2 separate regions of the Sus scrofa genome follow, and region 1 is linked to region 2. A link is a contact called in public HiChIP or PLAC-seq data. All regions are on one chromosome and are shown on one strand. The core of a region is the stretch at or near the end of the contact, and the rest is flanking DNA. Distances in the headings are between cores, read along the strand shown.

What was found. HiChIP or PLAC-seq counts read pairs in DNA pulled down with a chosen protein or histone mark.
Region 1: an H3K27ac HiChIP or PLAC-seq map of skeletal muscle shows a contact between it and region 2. The contact joins the promoter of SLC4A3 here to the promoter of INHA in region 2. A contact is called at or near these places in 3 of 5 promoter capture datasets (fetal liver, fetal skeletal muscle and liver), 15 of 47 Hi-C or Micro-C datasets (alveolar macrophages, brain, embryonic fibroblasts and 7 more) and 1 of 2 datasets of contacts at active chromatin or transcription factors (skeletal muscle).

The regions. Positions count from the first base shown.
Region 1 is chr15:121,628,218-121,631,122 of Sscrofa11.1, reverse strand. It overlaps SLC4A3 (anion exchange protein 3), which reads right to left and starts at 1,329. Exons shown (of 25, transcript XM_021075196.1): 1 at 1,078-1,329; 2 at 758-900; 3 at 269-434. The coding sequence starts at 395.
Region 2 is chr15:121,580,575-121,583,274 of Sscrofa11.1, reverse strand. INHA (inhibin alpha subunit) reads right to left here and starts at 1,298. Exons shown (of 2, transcript NM_214189.1): 1 at 970-1,298. The coding sequence starts at 1,231. It overlaps OBSL1 (obscurin-like protein 1), which reads left to right and starts at 1,961. Exons shown (of 20, transcript XM_021076303.1): 1 at 1,961-2,700. The coding sequence starts at 2,244.

The sequences.
Region 1 (2,905 bases), core at 80-2,579, 48 kb before region 2:
TGGGACGATGAAGGTCACCAAGAGAGTCCTCAGGCCCATCTCCCTACCTCTCCCCTGTGTCTCGGGCCCCCGCTCCCCTGACAGGCAGACAGGTGATGGGTGAGTGAGGCAGGATGACTTAACATGGCATGGTGGCCCAGCACAGCGTCCAGCACAGCGTCCAGCATAAGATGGCACCGGGTGACCAAGCCAGTGGTGAGCACGGTGATGGTGGCAATGAAGATGATGGTGGTGAGGCGGCCACGCTAGGGGTCCCCAGGCTACCCACACTCAAAGTCCCGCTCGCTGTAGCTGCGGCTGGGCTTCTCAGGGTCCCAGGCCGGAGGCTTGCTGATGAGGTCCCCAAACCTGCTCACGGCCAAGGTCTTCCCCAAGTCATCATCCTCCTCCTCCATGTCTGGACTCAGAGGGGGCTCCTCCAAGGGCACCCGGACCTGCAGACTCAGACAGCTTTCCTAAGCACCCTTGACCCATGATCACCCCACACCCACCCCAATTCAAGCCCCGGCAGATTCCATCTTCCATTCCCTGTGGCCCAAGAAGGGGTCAACCTCCCAGGCTTCTTGGGTTTCCCAGGAAGAGAAGGGGCAACAGCTCCGAAAAATAACCTGTAAGACCCCCTCTTTCCCCATATCCCAAGCCTAGCTCCATCCCTGTGTCTGGGGTCCCAGGACTGATCAGAAGACACCCCCCCCACCCCGCCCCGCTTCCTCCTTGAGGTCCCTCCCCCTCCTCCGACCCTGCGAGCCTCAGTCACCTGGGGTAGGGGGAGGCGCCCCCGGGCGGCGGGATCACTCCGTTGGCCATGTCCGGAGAGGTGGCTTGGAAGGCTCTGACTCACTGAACGACCCGTGGCCCGGGTGAGAAGAAGGGGGCGCTGCGGGGACCTAGTGGGAAACCCTGGAGAGGGAAGGCGGGGTCAGAAGCCTCGCGCCGCCGCCCCCACCCCCTCCCCGGAGCCCGATGCCCGATGCCCGATGCCCCTCCAGCCCGCCCGAGCACCCTTAGAGGCCCCGCTACGCCCGAAACACCCAGGGCCCAGCCCGGGCCGCCGCGCGCCGCCCCGCCCTGCGGTACCTCTGGGCTCCGGGCCTGCCGGGCCCGGGCCGGCCGCCGCGCCCCATCTCCCTCCTGCGCTCGCTCCGGGGCCTGTCGCCGCGCAGGGTGGACGGCCGGGAGGCGCCCGCGGCCGCGGAGAGCCTGGCGGGCCGGGCGGACGCAGGCGCCGGAGCCCGCAGCCCCGCGGCTCCACCTCCTCGCGCTCAGCTCTGCAGCTCCGCCGCCGCCGCCGCCGCCGCCGCCGCGGGGCCGCACAATGGGAGCGGGCGGGCGGTGACTCACCCCGCACCCGCCGGCCCGGCCCCCACGCGCGGGCCCCCGCAGGACCCCACCTGCTCCCCCAGCCCCTTCTCCCGCACCCCACGCGTTGCCGGGGGCGGGGGCGCCGCTCCCCACGCCCACAATCCCGAGATTCACGCACCACCTTGCTTTTCGCCTCCTCTCCCTGCAAGAGCCCTGGAAGCGACCCCTCCGCAGACGCCAGCCCCTCCAACGTCGGAAACTGAGCTTCGCAGAGCCGGGGAAGCACCCACCACCTGTTCTGTCGATCCCGACAGAGCCCCAGATGCCGGCCTTCTGCCACTAGGCACCGCCCAACGTTTGACCTTGGCAGTTACCTCCCCTCCCTGGGCCTCGGTTTCCCCTTCGTAGCCAGCGGGGCCTGGGCATCGGAGTGTTCGAAAGTTCCGTCGAGCTGTAGGATTCTGTGGCTCAGTTTCCAGACCCCCTCTCTCCCTCTTCCACTCCCTGAGGTCACAGCCCCTTTTCCAAGCGGAAAGGTCTTTGAAAGGAAGGACTGAATCCCAGTTTGACCCTCTGGGGTCTGGCTGAAACCGGACACCTAGCACAATGCCGTGTCCCTAACAGTCCCTCCATGATATTTGTTGAAGCCACGTCCCTGAATCCTTAGGCGAACTTAGGAGGATGTGGGGGGAGAACCCAGGATGCAGCTGAAGACAGGGAGGGTGGAACTGGCCAGGCCCAGGAGAGGGAAACCAAGCCTGCCCCAGGCACAGGGTGATGGACTCTGTGTGGGGGAAGAGGTTTAACCCTGTGACCTTGGAAATGTAATTTACCCTCTCCCGGCCCTGCCCTCACCTGGGTCTCAGCTCAACCCAAAGGCACATTTTTCTTTGCCTCTCTTATGACTACATCATTTCTCACCGTCTCCATCCTTGAATCCTAGAATTAACAACCACAATCATTTCATTACCTTAAATTTAGATACAAACCCCTCGGATATTTGTATTCTCATGAGCACACAACAGCCCTCCTCGGCATAGAGCATCTTGATCATATTTGACAGGTGAGAAAAACAAGGTTCCGAAAGTTTAAATGACTTGCCCAATGTCCAAGGCTTGTGGGAAGGCGGCATGGCTGAGAATCAAACCCAAGGGCTTCTGGCTTCATGTCTAATGTTTATCTGCATGTGCTACAGGGACCCCCCCCACCCCCCCACCTTGGTTGCCTGCCCACTGCTGTGAAACCTTCCCTGCCATGAGCACAGGCTGAAACATACGCCTCACTTCCCAGGTGAACTTTTTAAGGAGACTGCATCTTTGCTACTATAGAAGCCATACAGGGGCGTGATCAGGCAGTGCAAGCACATAGCCCAGCTCTGCCATTGATAACTGCATGACCTTGAACAAGTTATTTACTCTCTATGAGCCTCAGATTCCCCATCTGCAAAATGGCAACAATAGCAGGGTTATTGAGAGGATGACAAGAGTTCATCTGTGTGAAGCACTTGGAAGAGTATCTGGCACACAGTCAGTGCTCGAGAAATATTGTTCCTTTTCATATCACTACGAATCAAAGAGAAGCCACCAGAAAGGCTCAGGTAACT
Region 2 (2,700 bases), core at 49-2,548:
TAAACCTCACAATAATTGATCCATTTTGCAGATAAGAAAACTGAGGGTTAAAAAGACGAAGTGCCACTTAACCACTACGTGGCCAGGCTGGGATTCTGCCTGACCCCCTAAAGCCGCACTTTCACTCACTGTGCCTCACGGGTGTCAGAAGCGCAGGGAGGAAGGGAATCCTCTCTGAGAGAAAAGTGGACCAGATTATGAGAGAGTCTATCCAGGAGTTCCCACTATGGCTCAGCCTGACTAGCATCGATGAGGACACAGGTTTGATACTGGCCTCGCTCAGTGGATTAAGGATCCGGCGTTGCCGTGAGCTCTGGTGTAGGTCACAGACGCTGCTCAGATTCTGCATTGCTGTGGCCGTGGCATAGGCCAGAGGCTACAGCTCTGATTCGACCCCTAGCCTGGGAACCTACATATGCCACAAGTGCAGGTGCAGCCCTAAAAAGACAAAAATAAATAAGTAAATAAACAAGAAAGTCTAGCCAAAGGGGGGCTTTACTCATTGAGTCAGTGGAACACAGGGAGGTGAGAAGGAAACTCCCAAGCTTCCCAACTAATCTTCCTCCTGCATTCTAGATACCTTCTCAAGTCTCAGTTACTTGGGGCTAAAGAAACAGTGTTTGGAGTGGGGAGCAAAAGCAAAGATAGAAGGAAAGATGGCAGGAAGGGGCCCACACCCAGATATCTCCTTCTAGAGACTCTTGGCCACCCAATCCACTGTCTCCCACATGCCCCCGATGAGCCACACACTCTAGATGCCCCATCTCACTCCACCCTGAGAGGTAGGCATTACCGCCCATCTTACAGAAGAGGAGACAGAGGCTCAGCAAGGTTCAGTAACTGGTCCATGGTTACAAAGCCAGTTGAGTGGCAGGTCTGGGATTCAAATCCAGACAGGCCTGGCTCCCAAGCCCATGGTATGCCACACTGTTTCTCAAAGTCAAGGTGCCAGTTCCCCACCCTCATTACCTGTAGCCGGGAAAAGGATGGCCTGGGAGACATCCTCCTCCTCGGGCTCAGAGCCCCTGCGCATGAAGCCCCCCACAGCATGTCTTCGGGGCAGACGCCTGACTCCAGGATCCCCACCTTCCCCAGTCACTGCCGGGGGTCCCAAGGCATCCAGGAACAGAGCCCTCACCTTGGCCAGGACAAGCTCCCGGTCCAGCTCCGGGCCCTGGCAGCCATGCCCACTCCGTGGGGCCAACAGCAAGAGGAGCAGCTGAGGCCACATAGCTCACCTGGCCCTGCCAACGGTGAACCCACACCCAGCCCTGTGCCCCTTCTGTCAGGGTCTGCCCAGGGCCTCCCCAATCTCCCCTCCCCATCCCACCAGCCGCCCTCTTCTACCTTTCTCACCCCAGTCTTCCCAGCCCTTCCCACGCCCTGCAGTCCGAGTTGCCCCTGCCCATGGCATTGAGACCTCCTATCTCTGACGCAGATGTCTGTGGCCCTGAGCCTTATCTCCCACTCCCGCCAGGAATGTGGGGGTGGGGGGGGCGGGTGAGGCTTTTCACCCCGAGTGACCTGACCCACACACACAACTCCCTGCCCCCCCCCCCAACACACACACAAAGTTACAACCCAGCATCCAGCACAGAGGTGACATCAGGTGGGACAGGAGTCTGGAAGCTGGGGTCTGCCAATTCCTAACAAAGTTATTTGTCAGGAAGACAGGACAAGCCAGGCCCTCGGACCTTCAGGGTCTCCTTTCAACCAAGCAGCTGCTGGGCCAGTCCTGGGGGGAAGGGCTGGGGCATGAGCTAGAACTGGGGGTAGGGTGGGGGGCAGGTGGTCCCCCCTGCTCTATACTTAGCCTGGAGGAGCCTGTCTGGGCTCTTGTCCTCCAGCTGTGTCATCAGAGAATATTTTTGGGATTGGCAGCTGCAGGCGCCTCTGCCACTCAGGCCCAAGCCTGGCGGGCGGTTGGGGACCTGGCGGCTGGAGGTGGGAGGGAGGAGGGGAAGGGGCCCTGGCTGTGGGAGGGGACTGGGAAGACTGGCTCTCCGGAGCAGGAAGCCAGGCCGCAGGCAAAGGAGGCTGCGGGGCCCCTCGCTGGAGAGGCAAACAGGAAGGACTGCCCCCTGAGCCCTGGGTCCCCGGCCCGGGAATCGCCGCCACCGCAGAGCCGCAGCTCCCGGCCGAGGGTAAGGAGACGAGCCGGGAGCGGGCGGCCAGGGGAGAGTTCCGCGGGCCCCGTCACCCGGTCCCAGGCGAGCCCCGCCTCCCGGGCTCCCGCGGCCGCGATGAAGGCGGGCTCGGGGGATCAGGGGAGCCCCCCGTGCTTCCTGCGCTTCCCGCGGCCCGTGCGGGTGCTAAGCGGCGCGGAGGCCGAGCTCAAGTGCGTGGTGCTGGGGGAGCCGCCGCCCACTGTCGTGTGGGAGAAGGGCGGGCAGCCCCTGGCGGCCTCGGAGCGCCTGAGCTTCCCGGCGGACGGCGCCGAGCACGGCCTGCTGCTGAGCGGCGCGCTGCCCACCGACGCGGGGGTTTACGTGTGCCGCGCCCGCAACGCGGCTGGAGAGGCCTATGCAGCGGCTGCCGTCACCGTGCTGGAGCCGCCGGCTCCCGAGCCCGAGCCCCAGCCCGCCGAGCGCCCGCTGCCGCCGCCCGGGGCCGGAGAGGGCGCCCCGGTGTTCCTGACGGGGCCCCGGTCCCAGTGGGTGCTGCGGGGGGCGGAGGTGGTGCTGGAATGCCAGGTGGGGG